Regions from separate parts of the Mus musculus genome. Here region 2 is linked to region 1. The links are chromatin contacts, called in public promoter capture Hi-C maps. All regions are on one chromosome and are shown on one strand. The core of a region is the stretch at or near the end of the contact, and the rest is flanking DNA. Distances in the headings are between cores, read along the strand shown.

Region 1 (3,532 bases), core at 547-3,046:
AGTAGCAAGGTCCTGGTCAGGGTAGCTCGTTTTCCTTGGGACTCCCATCCGAGGACCTGTGAGGCTTTCTGTTGGGCACAGACTGAGTACTGTGCTCTGGTGCTATGCTGAGCGTCATCACCAGCTGCTGACAGTAGCCAGAGCTCTTGCAGCCTGGGGAAGGTCAGAGGTGAACCCAGCAGGAGCCATGGAGTGTGTCCCTGTATCTTCACATGGGAGGGAGCGTCCATCCAGAGGTTGAAGGAGATGGAGAGATGGGAGGCAGAGTTAGAACTCTGGGATGAACAGAAGCTAAGTCCGAGGAAGCTGCAGGCAGACGCCCCTTGAAGCTGCCAGCACGCTCACACAGACAGGCATGGCCATGCTAGGATGACTGTGTGATGGGTTCGGGGAATGACAGCTGTCGGGTCCGCTTTGACGTCAGCACCGGCCTCCGACAGGCTTCCCAGTTCCGTCAGCTTCGCTTCAGTGGTGTGTTTCCTGCCTGAGGAAGCAGGTCTGCCTTCTACACACCAGCCCATCCTGGGGTGCGGGGTGCTGGAGGAGCGGAGCAGAGCCACTACCGAGGTTCCGAGGTAGATGCTCATCTCTGCGGCAGTCAAAACTTCATTGTTCATCACTTGATTAATTCACCAGTTTCTTCGCTGCCTTTGTGCCAAGTTCCATGCTGGGTACAGAAGTACTCAGAGGGTCATCGCCCCTGTGCCAGAGAACTCCTGTCACCCTTACGTGGTAGGCTACAGCTGTACTGGAAAGGAACAGAGGAGCCCACAGGAGGATGTGCAGTCTCGAGCTGGGACCTCTGTGATGCTTTTAATCCAACAGAGAGGTGGGGGTGAAGGCTTAAGGCCAGGGATGTGTTTTCTCTGCCCCCCTCCCCATCAGCATCTTAGCATCTTCCAGGCCCACAGGAAGGTTGGCTGCTAAGGGGATGGCAGCCGAGAGGGTGGGAGGATTCCCTGTCCTATGTGTGCACATAGGAGGATCCTGGTCCATCAGGATTCTGAGCCTCCCTTAGTGATGAGCTCAGAGAGATTAGGGACCTAGGGAGGCGGTGGCTCTGAGTGGAGCAGTGTGTGTGTGTGTGTGTGTGTGTGTGTGTGTGTGTGTGCGCGTGCGCGCGTGCATGTGTGCATGTGGTGGTCTGGGTGGGGGTAGTTTTCGGGTGGCTGCCAAGTGAGGCTCGTCCTGTGGGATGTTGGCCCTTGGCCGCATCCTCAAGGGAAGAGGATGAACACATCCCATGTGTGTGACTGACTCATTCCTGCTTGTTCCGGAGCTCAGAAGAACCGCCAAGCGGGCCCTCGCTGCTCTCCTCTCCTGTCCCTCCCCTCCCTTTCTCCTACTCCCTGTCCTTGGGAGCTAAGAGCTCAAAGACAGGGACCAGCAGTCGTCCCAAGGCTAAGAGACAGAGGAGAGATTTTTTTTTTCTGTCTAAATAGATAAGACTGTCTGGTAAGAGTCTGTGACCAGGGCCAGTCCTTAGCTCAGTACCACCAGGCTGAACTCTCACTTTAGGTGCACAGATGCCTCTCTGCTGGAAGCCGGGGCAGAGTTCTCTCCGCACCCTGCTGCAGACTGTGGTGCGCTGTACTGGGGCCTCTGTACTCGGGTAGTAAGCACCACAGTGGGCCAATCTGAGTGATTGTTTAGTACTGAAAAATTAAATGCAGGAGCTGAAGCCAACAGCAGTTTCCACTAACACAGGGAGACTCCGAGCCACAGAACAGCTTTACAAGTCATCTGCCACACACGTGTCCCCGGCTGAATGTGTCCCCCAAGGCAGTGCACAGTCTGAACTGAATCCTGCTAGAATTGGGGAGCTGCCTGGGCCGCCTGAGGAGGGCTGCCTCTCAGAGCCTGGGATAGGCCATCTGGAGCCTGGACCTGTATGATTTGTGTACACAGGCTTCAGCAACTCTGAAGTCTTACGTGTGAAGGGACAGAGCCTTGTGAGCAGGTAACTGCCAGATTAGGATGCTATTTGCATAGAGTGCCTGGGAGAACAGGCAGTTAATGTCCTTGGCAGTGCTAGGGACCAGGGGGACCCTTGTGCAGAACCAGGCTGGTGTGCGCACAGCTTTTGCCTGCCTTCAGGCCTCTCCGCCCTCCCTCATCCCTTGTTGTAGCTGGGCCATAGCTGACCTGTGCAGGGCAAGGGACAGGGTGATTGTTTGCAGCTGGGGCCAGATACCCTTGGAAGGCTGGGGAAGAGGGGAGGGGGAGTTCCTCCAGGTTCCCTTTGGAGCCACCAGCAACCCTGGGGTACTTCCTGGTTTAGAAAACACCTTCATCTCCAAGTCCCATTTGATCCCTTAAGAACATGGCAAAGACGCAAATATTTATTGAGGAATTACTGTGATCCATCACATAGCCTATCCTATATAACACCCTCAAGTGCTGTGGGCACAGGGATTAGTGAGTGGTGAGGCTGGGGAATCACCTTGAACTTCCTGACTGCTTTAGCCCTTGAGCCCGGCTCTGAACTGCTTCATTTGTGGGGCAGCCTTCTCCTGGCCTTGAACTTGGGACCCTGGGGATCAGGGAGAACACCCATAGGTGCTTCTGCTCATGTTTTGGCTTCTCAGTTAGCTTTCTGCAGCAAAGGGTATCTCCTGGATACCCTTTGCTTTTTTTCCCCTTTGATGGCCAGGCTTCCTCTCCCCTCCTCTGGCTGCATGATCTGGGTTCTCCTGGCTGGTAGCTTTCCCCAGGCCCTGCTTGTACAGCAACAGGGCCTGGGTCCAGAGGAGCTGGGCTGAGGTGCTTGGTGAGGCTCTCAGAGGTAGAACTCTGAGATATGTTCCTGTCAGGTGAACTCAGGGCTAGAGGAAGTTAGGCAGCAAGCAGGCCTGTAGGGATCCCGCATGGATACAAGTGAAACCTCTGGCGGCCTCAGCTCACCTAGTAGGTACCTCTGGTCACAGGTGTTACCCCACTCATTGCTATGACAGAGCCATCTCCAGGCCTACCACTGTGAGGCCAGCTACCCTGAGCTGGGTGAATCTGCCTCTTGTGTCTGAGGAACAGCCAGGGCTTGGTCCCCGAGCTGGAGGCAAGGACAGAGCAGCGATCTTCTGCCTTTTGGAACTCCTCCATACCTGTTACTCTGCATGCCTGTTTGGTCATGGCTTGGCTACACGAGAAGCTAAGCACAGGTTGTGGGCATCTCAGTTATCTAATACGAGGATGGGTGGCTTTTTTTCTTTTTTCTTTTTTTTAAGGTCAGACTTTGCTGGTGAAAGCAGCTGAAACACTGTGGATTCCTGAGGCTTGCTTCTGATGACCAGCTTTTTCTTGCCCTGTAGCCAGTCTCCTTTTTAAAAAAAAATCAGCTCTTCCTTCCTCCTCTTCCTCCTCCCCTCCTCTTCTTCCTCCTCTTCCTTCTCTTCCTCTTCCTCTTCCTCCTCTGCTTTTTCCTCTTCCTTTTCCTCTTCCTCCTCTGCTTCTTCCTCTTCCTCTTCCTCCTCTCCTCCTCCTCTGCTTCTTCCTCCTCCTCCTCTCCTTCCTCCTCCTCTCCTTCCTCCTCCTC
Region 2 (3,532 bases), core at 320-2,819, 81 kb before region 1:
TGTAGTCTCCAATCATAGCGCCCTTCTGTGGGAGGTCACACGGGAAACTTGGTATGGATTGGGGATCTTCATCTCTCATCTCAGTGCCAAAAAGGCCACTTGAGAGTATGTGGTTGGGGGGTAGCTTCGTGAGAATAACTTGCTGGAGAGGAGGGGAGAGGAGAGGAGGCAGAACTGAAGGCTACCTGCTGAGTATCTATCATGATAGAAGAGTGCCACTGGCCAGCCACCCTGGTCAGTTCACTGGCTCTGCAGTATAGAACTGTCCTGGGTTGTAGTTTCCTCAGCTACCAATGGCATTAACTCTGCCATTGTGAGAGGTGATCCTTGGAGCTACTCCCAAAAGGTGTCACATGAGGTTGGCCACCCTGACCTTGTTGGAGGTCAAGCTCCAGGCAAGTGCTTTCCTTTTTGTGCGAGCCAGTATTGACCTTGAGTCTCCATCCCCCATGCTGTGGCTAACCCAGAGCTAAACAAGTCACAGTGTTAAAAATAGCCTCACCCTCACTTACATGTCCAGCGTGCTGCTTCTGCGGCGTGGATGGGTGATAGACCGACACTGTCTTCCCAGTTACCAAGTTACCAGTTACTGACATCTTAGTGTAGGTTAATCTTGTAGATATTTTGGCCTCAGAAGGACCCATGTAATGATCCTTTGTTGTACCAATGGGGGCATGTTAAGGTTTTCGGGAGGAAGGAACTTACCAGGCATTTGACAGACATCAGGGGTGAACCGAAGCATGCGCTCAGATCACACTATGTCTGTCTTGCCTCTTGGATGGGCAATACAGCCCAGGGTTCCGGAGGGCCCACTGTTTCTCTCAGGATAGCTGCTTTAGAGTTGACAGTCGCTCAGGTTTCAAGGCCCACAAGCAAACTGGAAGCTAGATGGCCTTCTATAAGACAAGAAGGAAGGAGGCCTTGGGACAGTAGCAGCTAGAGCTCTTTTGAGTCCTCAGTCTTCCAAGGTTGGAAGTAGGGTCTCTGAGGTGTAGGCCGAACTATGAGGCCAGCTGCCTAACAGGAGGGCGACCGCTAGTGAACACGAAGAAGTAGAGAAGATGGATGGGTGAGCCAGTGACTGGTGCCCAGGGCGGAAGGATGAGGGAGGTGGTGTGTGACATGGAAGAGACAGTGATGCTGGCACAGATGGGGGAAGGAGGGGCTGCATGAAGACAAGTGCGCAGCCTGGGGGCCCCTGGCTGTGGCAAGTGACAGGAAGAACAGCTGAAAGGAACCAGAGGAGGAGAGGAGGAAAGGCCACCCAGGACAGTAGGCATGGTCAGGACTGACATCATGCTTTGCTGCCTGCCGATTCAGGCCAATCGCCATTCCAGCCTTTCTGCCCTTTCTCCTAAGCCCTTGGATGGACATCTGGCAGGTCTTCTGTTTTGTGAGGGTGTTGCACTTTTTTTTTTATCTGGCACTCACGACTCCTGTGTGGGTTCTACTTGTGGTCACCTAGTCTCAGTCTGGACTTGTTGGGGAGGGGGATATAGCCCCTGAGACTTCTTGGTGGCCTTGTTGTGGTGCCTGCTCTTCCATGTGCTGGCCACTAGATGGCAGCAGGAAACCTGTTGGTTTTTTCCAGCAGGTTGTTTTACTCAGTCTAGCTTTCCTGGCCATGTGGCCCTCTGCCTCAGTCTCAAATCACATTTGTCACAGGTTCTTAGATGGTTCTGAGGCAAGGCTGAGTGAGATGAAGCCGCATCAGTCTACTTTTGAGAAGTGGCTGTCTCAGGACACTGTCACAGGCTTGGAGGTGGCCTTTCAGCACCCTACCTGTGGCCAAACACCCTTTGTAGGGTGTTCCTGCTGTAGACTACACTCTAGCTGTGCGTTGCAGGGCTGTGTGGGGCCCAGAAGCAGAGAACTGGGCTCTGAGGAAACTGAGACTGCCCACCTCCACCTCAGCTTGGCAGCCTGTGTGGTTGGTGCCAGACATGGAGGGAGGGGTCATGCCTAGGGCAGGACTAGCCTGGGAAGAGCAGTGCTGTAAGATCAAGGACAGAGCTTTCCTGCAGCAGGGACATACAGCACTAGCAAACTCCCTGGAAGCTCAGCTTGAGTCCAGAAGTGGGCGGAGTCTGCCGATTTCATGGCCCATCTACTCCCAGCAACCCCTGGGTGTAGTCCCCCATCCCACAGCTGGTCATAGCCACGTGTAGCCTTAGATCTCTGCAGGGTAGTCCCACAGGATGCCAAGCCACACCCCATTTCAGGTTCAGTCTTCAGTGCTCTGAGTGTTGTTTCTGGGTCTGCAGTTTTTGTCTGGCGTCAGGGCTCATATGTCTTTCCTACAGTTTTGTGTCAAGGACTGGGCTGTCCTCTTGAGACCCATGGCGTGAACTGGAGTCTCAGAGAGGTCAAGGGTATTTTCAACGTTTCCAAGATAAAACGCTGAACTGGCCATTGATCCGGAGGCTGGGACATTTTTTATTCTTCCTGTAATGATCAGCTTTGCACGTGGCGGGGTTAGTGGGTGAAAGAGAAATTCTCCCAGGATGCCAGAAATGGGGACACGATCTGTCACCACCCCCACCTACTACCTCTAAGTACCCTATTAGTCTGTACCCCAAACATAGCCAGGGATGGGACCCTAGTTGTTCTATGGAGATACCAGGTGGCCCCAGCTGCCAGAGCCTTCCGCTGGTTAGTGATGCTATGTAGGCATCTGGTAGGGGATGAGAGTGTTTGGTGGTGTGCCTTGCACTTCTAACTGGCCTATCGAGCTAGTGTTGCTGCCCAGACCCTACCCATGGTAGTTGCTCTCTCTGGGACCCCATTCTAGGTGGCCTCCCCGTGTGGAAGCACTGTCCACGATGGGGGCAATGGTGGCATGACTTCATGTCAGTGCCCTCTGCTGGGTATTTTTGAGGTTCCAGGCTGGGGTGGGGGTCCTAGGTCCTTGTGTAGGCGTGCCTACTTTATCAGCGGTCCTCCATCTGTGTGACAGGCTCAGTAAGGAGGTCCTTGTACAGTCCTTTTCCCTACCAGTATACACCTTCGAATCCCAGGTTATGTCCTGACCTCCTGATGTCCTGGCTCCCAGCCCCTTCTTTTTGCTTCTCGGCTCTGCCTGCAGCCGGCTTTGTCACAGACACCTTCCACTGCCCTCCACAGGCTTTGTGCTGGTGTCTGTGTCCACCCAGGGCCTACCTGCATGTGGGGCTCAGCGGAGTACCGCCATGTGCTCCCATTTCAAAGGCTTCTGCTTCCCTCCCTCCCAGCCAGCCAGCCAGCCAGCTTGGCTGCGTTAGGCCTCCTTCCAAGCCTCCAACATCCTGCTTGGCTTGTGTCCCCCCAACTCCAGCTGCAGCTTCCCTGTTGTGCTTCTGGCAGAAGGCGTGCTGGTGTGTGTGTGTGTGTGTGTGTGTGTGTGTGTAGGGGGGGGGGTTCCTTCCCCTTGGCTTCTTTTCTCCCTATTACATCAGCTTACAGCCAAATACCCCTGGGGTCTGGTAAGGGAGGGTTTTTCATTAATTTTTTTTCCAATGGAAATAATTCCACTACTTGTCAGAGGGAGTTTTGC

What was found. Promoter capture Hi-C pulls out the DNA fragments that hold promoters and counts their contacts.
Region 2: a promoter capture Hi-C map of embryonic stem cells shows a contact between it and region 1. The contact joins two enhancer-like sites. A contact is called at or near these places in 5 of 39 promoter capture datasets (cranial neural crest, embryonic stem cells, liver and 2 more), 13 of 484 Hi-C or Micro-C datasets (LSK cells, the N1E-115 cell line, cerebral cortex and 9 more) and 4 of 115 datasets of contacts at active chromatin or transcription factors (bone marrow-derived dendritic cells, pancreatic cancer cells, stem cell-derived neural progenitor cells and 1 more).

The regions. Positions count from the first base shown.
Region 1 is chr6:128,008,930-128,012,461 of GRCm38.p6, reverse strand. The region is part of intron 1 of Tspan9 (tetraspanin 9); the gene reads left to right. Among named protein-coding and RNA genes, the nearest start is that of Tspan9, 24 kb to the left of the region's middle. Within about 2 kb of position 1,796, at least 70 of the 459 cell types and tissues checked have an H3K27ac peak or open chromatin away from gene starts, as enhancers often do. A contact at or near this core is called in the N1E-115 cell line, where this site is marked.
Region 2 is chr6:128,089,713-128,093,244 of GRCm38.p6, reverse strand. It overlaps a transcript of Tspan9 not described here. Among named protein-coding and RNA genes, the nearest start is that of Gm52879, 10 kb to the left of the region's middle. Within about 2 kb of position 1,569, at least 59 of the 459 cell types and tissues checked have an H3K27ac peak or open chromatin away from gene starts, as enhancers often do. A contact at or near this core is called in the N1E-115 cell line, where this site is marked.